Regions from separate parts of the Zea mays genome. Here region 2 is linked to region 1. Evidence: chromatin contacts called from public Hi-C data. All regions are on one chromosome and are shown on one strand. The core of a region is the stretch at or near the end of the contact, and the rest is flanking DNA. Distances in the headings are between cores, read along the strand shown.

The links. Hi-C and Micro-C count contacts between places; a contact is called where the count stands out from the background.
Region 2: a Hi-C map of endosperm shows a contact between it and region 1, with 7 times the contacts expected there. The contact joins the enhancer-like site here to the promoter of LOC100280719 in region 1. A contact is called at or near these places in 9 of 25 Hi-C or Micro-C datasets (bundle sheath, endosperm, leaf and 4 more).

What each region holds. Positions count from the first base shown.
Region 1 is chr8:174,706,092-174,708,678 of Zm-B73-REFERENCE-NAM-5.0, forward strand. It overlaps LOC100280719, which reads right to left and starts at 1,299. Exons shown (of 21, transcript NM_001153639.1): 1 at 802-1,299; 2 at 82-153. The coding sequence starts at 906.
Region 2 is chr8:174,779,162-174,781,748 of Zm-B73-REFERENCE-NAM-5.0, forward strand. No RefSeq gene overlaps it. Among protein-coding and RNA genes, the nearest start is that of LOC100272628, 23 kb to the right of the region's middle. Within about 2 kb of position 1,305, at least 18 of the 20 cell types and tissues checked have an H3K27ac peak or open chromatin away from gene starts, as enhancers often do. A contact at or near this core is called in bundle sheath, endosperm, leaf and 3 more, where this site is marked.

The sequences.
Region 1 (2,587 bases), core at 49-2,548:
TGGGCCACATTTTTATGTTGTCACAAAGATGTTTCTGTTTACATTTTTCTTTTGAAATTTCCTCTATTATACGTATTGTACCTGTTCACAGAGAGAACCGAGCCTCCCCATGGCCAATCGGCCATTCATGCCAGTGACAACAGCCGTGCCCACCTGTAAGACAGCATAATAAATGTGAAACCAGCAAACATAACGACAAAATCTGGTAACTATATTTTTTGTTGTAAGCAAAACCTGCAGCTTAGCATTTTTTATCCCTTCATCTTTGTTTAGTGAAGAATCCTAAAAACTAAAACTGAATACACGTCCTATCCCAACGAGTGTCTTGTGAGTCAAAAAAAAAACAGAAACATCTGGGGCTGTTGTTTTCCCCATCCCGAGTTTGAACGATCAGATGTTGACCGGCACCACCAAACACCAAACATAGGGAACACGCGAAATACTATACTGAAACAATAGCGCCTGAGAAAGACAAAAACGTTCTCCATTCCCAACGGAAATACTTTCAGGTCGCAGATCCCAAACGAACAACTTTCCGCGTTTAGGACGGAAAGATATCCAGCATCGACTTCTTTTTTTTTAAAAAAAAAATACAGTCGCAAGCACGCCGCGAAAAGAAAAATGCGAAATCGGATCGAAATCGAATTCTCTACCCTCGCAAATCCGTACCGACATCGCAAAGACCTCACAGAAAACATGGGCCGCACGAAGAGCAACAAGACTTAAAAACGTCTCTGCATTCTCGCAAGACGAGACGATAAAAAGAAGAACGAAGAACAACGAGACAGGTAGGCCAATCACCTTGATAATGATTCGCTTGACGTCCTTCACGAATGCACGGGCAGGATCGGCGGTCTCCATGGCCATGGCCATGGCCGCCGCGCCTCCGATCCCTCCTCTCCCCATTCTCTCCTCGCCGTGGAGGCTGTTCCCTCGCTCGCTAAGTGGCTCGGCTCGGTGCGGTGCTGCGTTGCCTGTGCCGGCGCTGGTGCGAAAACAGAATCTCTCTAGGGTGCCGGGGGAGTACTGGTTGGAGGCGCGGTTTTATAGAGCCGCGTCGCGTCGCCTCTTCCCTCTTCCGCCTCCCGTCACGGGCGGGCCACACAAAACGCGCCGTGGCGAGATCACCCGCGCGCCGCCTGGCCCCTGGATCGTCTGCGGCGAGCAGGGCCCGTGACGGCCCGTCGGTGTCTGCTACGCGACCGCGGCCCCACCGGGCAGGGACGATACGGTTAGAGCCGCACCACGTGTGACGTGGCCTGTGGAATTGGGCAACGCATTGCCTAAAATATCCTTGACAGGGCACTGAGGGCAGGGCAGGGAAGGTGGTTGTGCTACGGCCTCTCAGGCTTTGATAGATTTTTTTTTGTACCACCAGCCCAAATGCCAGACGTCCTCTGCGGTGACCTGTTGCGCGCCCATTTGATCAGAGGTCGCGTCTCAGAACACCTAGGACCAGCCACCACAAAAATACAAGACTTAAATGAGGGCATGTTTCATATATGAGGCTAACAAAAAACCTGTATTTTGAAACGCTAATTACAAAGCTTAATATAATAAAAACTATGGTGGTTAATTGATGGTTAGAGTCTATTAGTCCTTACCAGCTCATAATTAGTTTATATGTAATCTAATTTGAGTTAAATGCATCGGCGGCTCCTAAACTTGTCAAAGCATGTCACTTAGGTCTACAAACTTTAAAAATGCATTTCTAGGTTTTCGCATCCCTAAATTTATAAAAATAGTGTGTCACAAGTTTATTACTGGACTGTAGTGTGGTCCACTTAATAAATTTAAGAACATAGAAATGCAATTTTAAAGCTCGTGAACCTAGGTGACATCCTTCAATAAATCCAGATGTCACTCATGCATTTAACGCATCTATTTTCATGAGATGAATTATTTTTCGATCTACCTGCATGCTTAGGGCCGATTCTAGGCATAGGGCTCCCCCTGGCGGCCACCCTAGGCCCCCAAATCCTAGGGGGGCCCACCTCCTGCATTTTATTATATAGCTAACAGGATAGCTAATGTTTAACTAAATAATCTAATGTTTGAGTTAAGAGTTTTGAAGCTAAACTTGCTAGAACCACCCATATCTTTTATGGATAAATTTGAGTACATCAATAAGATGGATTCCAATCATGTTTTTATAGCTTATCGAATCTTATTTAATATACTTGTCATGGTGGCATCAACCGAAAGGAGTTTTTCGATGTTAAAAATAATTGAAGAACTATTTTGAGGTCTACCGTCTCTCAAAAAAATGATTGAATGGTTTGGCCACCTTATGTATCGAGAAAAAAAATTAGATAAGATTGATATCAACACAATCATTAATGACTTAGCCTTCTACACTGCTACCTGGCCACACATCATCTTATGTGCTCCACCTCGCCTCGAAATTCCACGCTGGCATCAAGATCATGTCCAAAATGCTGACGCCTAGGCTTCAAAAGAAAATTGCCAACATAATTGACCAAAATAAGTCGGGGTTCATTCGTGGAAGATTAATATATGAAAACTTTGCCTATGCAGCCGAGTTGATCCAAACTTGCCACAAAAGGATTACGCCTGCTCTTATTGT
Region 2 (2,587 bases), core at 55-2,554, 73 kb after region 1:
AGGCTTACATGTGTTTTTAAACTATGTGCATGTATATGAACATTCAAACTATGTAGTTCGAGAATACCCGAACCCGAACCTGAAATTTCGGGTACCCGTATTTTAGGGTAATATAAAAATGCTCAAATTTCGAGTAACGATTCTTAGAATTTGAAATTTAAATTATCCAAATTACCAGAACCGAAATTTCCAGTAACCCAAACGCCCACCCTACAAACAAATATTGCGCTGTTGTTCCAGGATCGCAGCGTTAGCATGGACTATATACTAGTGTGTATATAAGTGCACCAAAAACTATGTATCTACATAATCCAAAATATCTTATAATTTAGGACGAGGGAGTAGTTTTTAAAAAAATGAGTTTTTACATTAGAAAATAACGTTAGTATATTTGTTTTGTTAGAATTATTTCTTTTTTTAATCTATGTGTTATAAATAATCTTTAACAAAAATAGCCAAAACAAAGTTGGAGCTCATGTAAACGTTGAAGGCATCCCTCGCTCGTTATGGTACCAGCATAAACTAGTTTGCGGTCCACCACTAATCATGGAGAGAACATTGTTTACCAACCAACATAAAATAAGGCAGCCTAACATGGGGGTAGCGGGGGCGATCAGCCTGCAAAAATCTGGCGCCTCAGCTCAGGTCGTCTTCTGTTGTCTTGTACCGTGGAATCCACGTTGCCTCGCGTGGGAGGGACTCGGAAGGAAGGACACAGGACCGAAGGATCAAAGCGCCGCCTGGCTGTGCGGGAAACCGGAAAAGGGTTCCTCGCGTACTCCCTGGGGACGACAAGTGGATTTGGGACCTTTTCACACTGCCCGACGCACTCACCCGTGACCTGCGCTGCGCTCTGATATTTTTATGCGAGGCCCATGGCCGGCCTATGACCAGTAGATTTGGCCTGGCTTAAGTGCGGCATGTACCGGCCTGACCCGACAGAAAGGCCATGTCTGAGCCGCTGTCTCGGTACTGCGGGCCAGCCCGGGACGACCGCAGCCCATACAGGCTGATTTTGTGGACAGAAATCACGAGAGGATCTATAACAAAAAATGACCTTAATATTTAATTTTAAATAGTAAGAGAATTCATCTCGTAATCTCTATTTACTAAATCAGTCCTATAGTCCTTTAAATATATGGTACTACCTTTCGCCTTCTAGTCAGATTTCGAGGTACCAAAATTTGATGCATATATAGGGTACCTTGTAGTCTAGTTAAAAAGGACAATACAGGGCGACAGAAATGCATCATTCCATACTGCTCGTCTCTGCTGTTGACGTGTCCTTCGTGCGTCGTCCTCATCTAAGATCTCCCTGTCATTTTGCTGTGTGTTCAGTGCGCCGAGCACGTGGTCAGTGGACGACACACGCAGCTGTACGTGGCGGGCAACCGTCCTTCTATAGGGAGCCTCCACGGTAGCAGGTAGATCTAAAGCAACAGATAGACACAGGCTTGTCCCCGGTTCTTGAGAGGAGAAACAAACAGGAGATATATGAGAGACCTTAGGTGTTCCACCCGGCGCGCAGGAAGCCAGGAATTGCCATATTACAAACAAACAAACAAGAATGGTGACGCGGAGCATGGTTCCATATTGGTTGCTCTCGCGCGTGCCGGTCGCTGACGTGTCATATGTCCCCACCCGATTCCCCTTCTCTTCTGTCGGTTCTTTTTTTATTTATCACGTTTTAGTTTAAAAATAAATTAGTCATTGTTCGTTTACACCAATCCAACTTTAGATTAATATAGACTGAAATTAAATCTATGTCGCAATCTATACCAAAAAATAATCAAAGCCTTTTTTAAAAAAAAATTATTCGGTTTAAACCCATCATGGATTATAATCTAAGGATCTGGGATTTTTTAACTATGAAAGACATGGATCTATCCATAACTCATTAGATATGTAACAAATCTATAAAGATATTGCACAAGTTTATATTAGAATTTATGCATAAAAAATACAACTAGCTTTGAGAGATACATATATTAAATGATGAATTTAATCCTACCATGGGACTAGGTATGAGGTACGGATTCACTCAATCCAGACCCGAATTAAATCCATGATAGATTTTCATCCCTTATACCAGGACAAAACCTTTGTGGACGACAAATATTCGAGAATGGAGGTAATATTTTTTTAGCTTTGACTAGGAAGCATGAGGCCATGAGCCACGCAGCACCCCCTCTGTCCATACGAAGGCAGGAAAGGAAATCCAAAGCTAGCTACAGACTCACTATCTGTTTAGTTTGACTAGTCAAATTAGCTAGCCAAATTCGGCTCGTGAGGGAGCCAATTTGAAAAATCGGATAGCTTATCGAGTCAAAGAGATAGTTTGTTGGAGAGTTGTTTTGTTGTTGGATAGCAAAAATTTGACTTGACAAGCCATTTAATTAGCCTTTTAGAGATGTTCTACCCCTAATACCTTTTTAAGGGTTGTTCGGTTTAATAAAAATACATATGGATTGCAGGGATTAGATGAGTTTTAATCCATATCAAATCAAAATCATTCATATTTTTTCTAATACTTTTCAATCTATAAGGTATAGAGATAATCGAAAAGGAAAAACAAGTTCAACAACTC